Regions from separate parts of the Mus musculus genome. Here region 1 is linked to region 2. A link is a contact called in public HiChIP or PLAC-seq data. All regions are on one chromosome and are shown on one strand. Each heading gives the region's core, a stretch centred on a gene start, on an enhancer-like site or on the middle of the called end of the contact. The rest is flanking DNA. Distances are from core to core; before and after follow the strand shown.

Region 1 (4,098 bases), core at 16-2,515, 46 kb after region 2:
GTGAATGGCCAGTCCTGGCTGCTGCTTTTTCTTTTATTATTCCTTCCTTCCTTCCTTCCTTCCTTCCTTCCTTCCTTCCTTCCTTCCTTCCTTCTTCTTTCCTTCTTTCAGGGCCTTATATGTCCTTGGTTGGCCTGGAACTTGATTTGTAGATGAAGAAGACCTTGGGTTTCTGATCCTCCTGCCTCCACTTCTTAGGTGCTGAGATCACAGACGTGTGCTCCCTTGCCTAGGTTTATACAGTGCTGCGGATTCCAGAGCCTGGGGCTTCTTAGGCAAACACTTTACCCTGCTTTAGCTCCTGTGTGTAACACTTCTTCAAGCAGGCATTCGCAATGCTCGTGTATTCCTTGTGAATTAATTTAGTTTGTGCTTATACTGGAATTCCATGTCTGGATTGGTTCTCAGAGATAAGTGTGAGACATGGCAGTATTGGTTGTCATTTATTTATTGTTTGCGCTTAAAATGGGTCATTATGTGCTTAGCTGGCTTTATAAACAGGGCATCAGTTTTTACTTGGAACTTACTTCTCGCTGGTGTCCACATCTTTCCCTAGCATCCAGGATTTTTCTGCTATGATTCAGCTGCACATACTTTCAACGCCTTCACTGTGTCTATTAGGGATGTCTGTCTCTCACTCCCTTGACAGAGACAGAATTCTTAAGAATATACTCGATGGTTGTGGTGGTGGTGGAGCACGCCTCTAATCCCAGCACTCAGAGGCAAAAGCAGGTGGATCGCTGAGTTAGAGGCCAGCCTGGTCTACAGATTCCAGGCCAGCCAGGAATACACAGAGAAACCTTGTCTCAAAAAGACCAAAAACAAAAACAAGCACACAAACGAAAAGTTTAGAAATACTTTAAACCTAGTAAAAATCAATTGTTAGAATTGGAATGGCTTCTTCCTAGATCCAGGTCTCCCAGGACTGTGTTTAGGGGAGTGACTGTTGAAGCGTAGTCCTTTGCCATTTTGCCTGCTCTGGCTGTTTTGCCTAGGTTCAAGCCATCCTAGCAGGACTGAAAATGTTTTAAAGATACTTGGGTGCCTTCCCATCATACTATTGAAAACAGTAGTTTCAAGAAATTTGGAATTTTCCAGGGAATTTGATCCTGCGAGAAGAAAAAACCTGGGCACAGTGCCAACCACAGGAGGCGCTTGTCTCTCAGATGGGTATTTACTTCACACAGTCCTGACAGCTAATCACGCCAGTTCACTTCACTGGAGCCAAGCAGTGATGAGCATGACCACACCTTGGCCAGTGTGCTTAGTCATGCACACCCTTGTCTTCCATTTAAGTCTAAGCCTGAGCTGGCAAGCTGGCTCAGTCAGTGACGTGGTTGCCACCCAACCATGAGAACCTAAGTTCAGTTCCTCAGAACCCACATAAAACAAAACAAAACAAAACAAAAGCCTAGGTGTGTGGCGAGATCTTAGACTCCAGGTGTTAAGTGGAGACAGACAGATTCCTGAAGCCTGGCTAGTGACTTAGGGACCTCCAGCTTCAGTGAAAGACCCCATCTCAAAGAATAAAGTGGAGGTGGTGGAGAAAGATATTCCATACCAAGTACCTTCTGGACTGCAAGTGCACATGGACAAGTGCACGCACACACACACACACACACACACACACACACACGCACACAGACAGACAGACAGACAGACAGACACACACACACACACACACTATACAAAAACTCAAGCCAGGAAGCTGAAGATGAATTTGAGGGATGGTTAGTATACCTTTGTTCCTCTTTCCATTCAGTTGTGGCTACATATAATAAATTTCCTTTTTCTGTCTTTAACTATGCTGTGTATGAGTGTTTTAACTGGCCTCTGGAGGTGGGTGGCTGAGCCACGGTGGGGCCAGGCTCTGACCCTAACAACTGTGGTAACAAAGCCAGTCAAGAATCACTTGTCCGTCACACTGCATTCACTATAGATGCCTCCCTTCATTGCACAGCAGAACCCAGTGCTAGTCACACTTAGCTTTGTGGTCTGTGGGGCCAGTAGGTTCTCACTTCCCCTAGACACCACTGTCTTTATGTAGCCTGAATTGGCTAAAGCCCCAGCCAATAGATGTTGTCTGAAGTGTGTCAGAAGCAACCAGCAGAGTTCAGCAGGAGGAGGGAGAACTTGGGAACTCAAACCTCTGTCTGCCAATGTTACTCACAACTTTCCAGTCCCACCCAGTGTAAGAAGCGGAAATGATTACTAAACTGAGGCAAGACAGAGACACTCAGAGCAGAGCAGAGCCCCTTACTCAGAAATCATGTTGATGCCTCTTCCCCTCAGAGATACAAGAATTGCAGCACTATTAACAACTGCTTAGAGCCCTTCTCCCTTCATAGCTATAAACCTGCAATTTCCTAGTAATCTCACCTGAAAGCCATTTATAGGGAAAGGATGTGTCCTAAGCCTGTTGTGTAGCCCTGGTGGCTTCAGAATTTACCTTATGAGACTGAAATTCCATTCAAGTTATGCCCGAATCACCTTATAATATCACTCATCTAAAGAGAGAGAGAGAGAGAAAAGAAAAACAACAAAACAAGGTCTCTTTGCAAACTTGAAGATGTACCTTGCAAACCACCAGAAAGGCATATATGGCCAATGCTGAGACAAGTACAGCGCCCCCTTGAGCCCATACACAAACTTGGCGACTCTGGAGCCCACAGCCATGCTCTCTAGCATGTCTTCTTAGTTTTTTCTGCTGACATGTTTAAAGTCTATATTAAAATATCTTTAATGAAGCAGGGCAGTAGGGGCACATGCCAAATGCCTTTAATCCCAGCACTTAGGAGTCAGAGGCAGGTAGATCTCTGAGTTTGAGGCCAACCTGATCTACAGAGCAAGTTCCAAGATAGCCAGGACTACATAGAGAAACTCTGTCTCGAAAAACCAAAACCAAACCAACCAACCAAAAAACTTTAACAAAAATCTCTGCTTCATACTGGCTAGTCCTGAAATTCTTTCCTACATCCAAACCACAAATCCCAATTTGGCCCGGTTGAGGCCACTAAAAGATTAGTGGAGCTCCTCAGGCTGTGGAGGTTGCCAGCAGAGCGGCCTAAGCCCTGTTGCATCACCTTCTCAATGTGTATGCATCCAACTGCGACAGGCAAGCACACACAGTTTAGAGACTGAGGTATGTGCATCCCTCTTTTCTAATTATGGTCTTGGCAGACCAGCTCCTTTAGCTGCATGCACTGTGCACACAAACTGCTTGGTTGCATGTAACTTTTATTCACCTGAAGTAATTTTGTCCTCTCCAAGGCTTATTGCCTCCATCTGTTAACCTAGGCTTAGTCCTGGAAGCTTCTGGCCTCCATACAATCTAATCTAGGCCTAGAATGTTTTCAGCCTCTGAGACTTGATGTTGAATAAGCTCACCCCTCCCTAGTTCTTTCTGATTTCTGTCTACCTAGTCAACTCAGTTGTTCTGGCCCAAACTCCTTTCCATGCTGATTGATTCAATCTGGTTTCTCTTGGCCTCTCCTGAATTGCTCTGCCTGACCTCATACTAACTTTGGCAATATGTTCTGATGTTCTGAGTCCTTCTCATTCTCTGACTCTTTCCGTCTTCACCTGCATCTAGCTTGTTCTTTCTGTACAACTATATTAGTAAAACTGTCTCCTTCCCTTGTTTCTCTTTATTCATGAGAGTTGGGCATATCCTATTCTGTCAAATCTTTCTCTGGTTCATCACTTTGTCTGCCACTCAAGTAGACATCACTTTTAGACATGGGTGCTTCCTTCTACAAACTAACACTTGACCTTCATTGTTTGAGATCAAAGGTGTGTTACTAAGGGCTGAGCCACATCACTACTAGAAGCAGGGTTTTCCAGTAAACAAGACAATCTTGGGGTTCACAGTGTGATCAAATATCCTACAACACAAATTCCTCTCCAATCAATGTACTCAACTCCAAAGAATGTGCCTGGCAACTAAGTAAAACCCCCACCTATATCAAGCTACCTATTCTCTAGACAATGATCTGTTGCTCTTCCCCTAACAATAACCACCCATACGCTGTTTCTTTTCAAATAAACTATAAATTAAAAGGCAATCCAGTCTAAACTGGCTTTGGGTGCTTGTATATT
Region 2 (3,829 bases), core at 744-3,243:
AGCATTAAGTAGGGTCATGTGACCAGCTCAACTTTTTTTTTTTTTTGGTAAGGTGAAAAACTATTTTCGACAAACAAATTTAAATTGTAGTTTTTATCATTATTTTTATGATGGTTAATAAAGTTTACATCAAAAGACTGTAAATTATCTATTAAAGCTAATTCTGCCTTTTATATGCTAAACTACATTTTTTGCCAACCCTTTGACTTTAATATTCACTACTAAGATGTAAAAGTATCAAGAATCTGATATTCTGATATTCTGTATAATTCTTTTAAAATGTAAATAGCACGAAAGAGGAGAACACAATTGTAAAAGGGGAGGTAGACACCCCAAGTGATGGATATATAAATAGTAACTATTCTCAATTTGTTAGATCTGTGGAACCTCCCAAGAAAAGAACTATATTGTTACAAATACACTTAAAAAATTTTTTTAAAACCCTCGTGCACAAAACTAGGTGGATACTAAGTGACACAGTAAAAAGTTTCGATCATTTTTTAAAAAAATAATCTTCCACTTGTTACCAAACATGGTTTTGCGATCCGTTCTGAATGCAAAATACAAAAATAAAGTGCACAACTTATCACTAGCCTCTAAGTTACACGATTCCGAAAAACGAGAAAATTTTGAGGAAAACAAAAAACCACTTTGGGGAAATTTTCTTGATAAAAGTTTACATGACGTCACATGGCCCCCTGAACCGTTCCTAACTTTGAGCCTTATCCAGGCACACTTTTTTTCATTTCTATGGCTCCTTTCCCTTCCTTAAAAATTAAAAGAGACAGACAGACTTGGGAATAAAAATTGCCCAAGATGGCGAAACGCTTGTTGTTTAGAGGGCAGGGGGAAAAATGGAGGATATTGTAATATACACAAAGGGATAAATTTCAACAACTCGGCCACGGACTGCAGCTGCTTCTCGCTTCACAAGGAAACAACACACAAAAGATAAACACGGAGGAGAGGGGAAGAGGAGCCAGCCCCCACCCCGCGGGGCCGGCTCCGAGTCCCGGCACACTTCCTAGCCTTTCCCGATCCCAATTCTGGGGTTCGCGGAACTACTTTAGGGGAGGGGAGCGGGGCGTCGCGGGGGAGGGAGGACGCGGAGCCCGAGGACCCGGAGCCCAGCCCGCCAGGCCGCCGCGGCCCCAGGACGCCCGGAGCCCTCCCGGAGCCGAGCCGCCCGGTACCCGCCGCCCGGGGCCGCGGCCCCACCCCCACCCGGCTCCGGAGCCCCAGCGGCCTGGCGCGGTTCGGCGGGAGCGAGGCTGCGGGCCCCGGGCGGAGGCGGGGGCGGCCAGGGCCCGGCGCCTCGGGAGCTGCCCCGCGGGGCGCCGCAGCGGGCCGGGCTGGAGGACGCCGCGAGGCCGGCGGCGAGGGCGGCGGGCACAATGGAGGGACGAGGCCCGCCCGGCCGCTCGCTCGCCCGCCCGCCCGCGCCCGCACTCCCAGCAAAGTTTCCGTTCCGCGGAGCCCGCACCCCCCACACACACACCCCGCCCGGTACCAGGGCCCCGCGCCCCGCGCCCTCCGCCCGGGACTCTAGTCGGGACCCCAGAGCCACCGCTGCGTCGCAGCCGCACAACAAAGAGCCACACCGGGCGGCGCGGGTAAACAGCGGCGGGCGCCTCGGGAGGGCTCCAGCCCGCAGCCGCCGCTCTCCGCCCGGAACCCACCTCGCCCGCACCCCCGCACCCCGGCTCTCAAACTCACCTTCACTTTCGAACTGAGTTGCGGGGGAAGGGATTTTCGCCCTTCCCGGGTGCGGGTTAAGCTTTTCGGAATCCCCACCGCCTCCTTATTTCTCTTCTAATTCCTGCCAGAAAGTCTAGGGAGTTGGAGTGGAGGTGAGATCCGTGATCGCGAAAGCCCTGGCTCCCTCCGTCCCCGTCTTCCGCCGCTCGCTCTCTGATTAGTTCCTATCCAGCAGCAGATTGAAGCAGGAGATGATTCTTCTCAAGGTTTGTTCAGCAGCTTCACTTCTAGGCGAAGGCTTCATGAACCAAGTGACGTCAACCAACAAGGCTTCTCTCTCTCTCCTCTCTCTAACAATGAAAGTTGCTGTTAACAAGGGAAAAAAGAGCGAGAGAATTGTTTATACCATTTCAGTTCCAATAATAAATGACCTATCAGCTCTAAAAGGAGCCAAGGGAGGGGGCTGCTTCTTCATTCCAAGAATACTGTATCTTTGAGTTTGCACCGCTCCTCGTCCCAAGAAAAAGTTAAGAAACTTACATGTTTTGTTTTGCTTTTCGGGGGGCGGGGAGGGGGGGACAGAACTGAATACTTAATTTAAAAAAAAAAAAACTTAAACGGACTGTTAGGGAACACAGATAAGCCATCTCCACCAACTTTTATGTTTGTAAACTAGGAATTGTGTTGGAGTCTACACGCTAAATTAATATGCCAAGAATTTGTGCATGCTAGGGCTTTAAAAAGCAGGGCGCAAGGCGATCTCAAGGTAAACTACTAATGCTTTTCCATGGACGAATTTAAATGCTTGTGATGTTCATGGTGTGAATCAATAATATTCAAATGAATAAACACTAAGTTCTTTTACAGTTATTTGTATAATCTGTAAGCCGTAATCTCATTTTTTTTTCTAGTTTCGGTTAAGAAAAAAAAAAAAGCTAGTTAAACTGTAAGAACTAAACACTTTAAAAGACTAATAGCCCATTACCAACTAAACGTGCTGTGCTCCATCAGAGCCCCAGAATGTCAGCTGGCTGTCTCAATTTTTAACCTTCCACTCCCCAATTCCCTTCAACCAATCAAGTTAAACTAAAGGCAAAGAACACCCCGTTCCCTCCAACAGTGTACCCGCAGTCTCCTAAAAACGAGTTAAAAAAAAAAAAAAAACCCCTTAACCTAGGTACACGTTATTACCCACGAAGACAAAAAGGTCATTTAAAATATATATATATTAAGGTGTTTATTAAGAACACAATAAACTCTTGAAGTTTGTGTAATTACAAATTAGATAATTTAGTTTTCAGAATGAAGACCAAGTAAAAATGTAGTTCTCAGAGAATGATTTGCCCATGTATTATTTTATGCGTGCATATGTGGCTAGATGTATCCTAAAAGATGCTATTGTTTTATGTTTCCTCCTCAGCCACTGGCTGTGATTTTAATTGTGCTGGAGGATCTTCATTAGTATTAACACATGGGGAGATTTCACAAAGCTGCTTCATTAGGAAGGAAAAAAAAGCTGGCAGACTAGGTCTTTTTGCATGCTCTGAGAATGTCAGCCTTACCTCGGTCATTTGTAACATAATAAGTGCAAGTACAATGATTGCGAGGCAGGAGCGTGGGGGAAGGGCGGCGATGCTGCTGTCTAATAGGGGCATCTGAAAAGACGGCTGCTCATTACATAGTAATGTATGCTAAAAATTAGTGAAGATGATGTCTCGGGAGACTGATGCTAAATAAATTAATGTGCTGATATGTTTTTAATTATTATTTTTGTAGTAGTTTATTTCAATCTTAGGATTCACATTGAGCAGCAGAGCTGTGCGAGCACTTATTGATTTTTTTTCCCTGCCACATTCCCGGAATACAGATTTTAATCATTTCACTACACCACACTCAGTAATTTCATTAAAACCTGGAATCTTCCATCCCCAGAAAAGCATTTAATTTCAATGACATACAATTTCTCTTTTAGCAGCAGACTGTCTCTCTAGTAAAGCTGGCCTAAGGTTCAAATGCATGATTTAATCCTGAGTTTGCCAGGCTTTGCGCTCCTTACAAACTATAATTTCAGTAACTACCTAATAACTGTAATAAAGACAATAATTCTCCTACAATATATTATTAACTCATA

What was found. HiChIP or PLAC-seq counts read pairs in DNA pulled down with a chosen protein or histone mark.
Region 1: a contact with region 2 is called in an H3K4me3 HiChIP or PLAC-seq map of bone marrow-derived macrophages, with 3 times the contacts expected there. The contact joins the enhancer-like site here to the promoter of Baz2b in region 2. A contact is called at or near these places in 1 of 39 promoter capture datasets (macrophages), 2 of 15 datasets of contacts at CTCF or cohesin (the G1E-ER4 cell line and the NIH/3T3 cell line), 25 of 484 Hi-C or Micro-C datasets (the 3T3-L1 cell line, 3T3-L1-derived adipocytes, B cells and 19 more), 7 of 115 datasets of contacts at active chromatin or transcription factors (the HPC-7 cell line, the SCID.adh cell line, bone marrow-derived dendritic cells and 3 more) and 3 of 9 other capture datasets (adipose tissue, liver and pancreatic islet).

Annotation. Positions count from the first base shown.
Region 1 is chr2:60,170,741-60,174,838 of GRCm38.p6, forward strand. It overlaps a transcript of Baz2b not described here. Among named protein-coding and RNA genes, the nearest start is that of Marchf7, 37 kb to the right of the region's middle. Within about 2 kb of position 1,266, at least 174 of the 459 cell types and tissues checked have an H3K27ac peak or open chromatin away from gene starts, as enhancers often do. A contact at or near this core is called in 3T3-L1-derived adipocytes, B cells, ECoMG-derived neutrophils and 17 more, where this site is marked.
Region 2 is chr2:60,123,747-60,127,575 of GRCm38.p6, forward strand. Baz2b (bromodomain adjacent to zinc finger domain, 2B) reads right to left here and starts at 1,994. Exons shown (of 36, transcript NM_001001182.3): 1 at 1,717-1,994.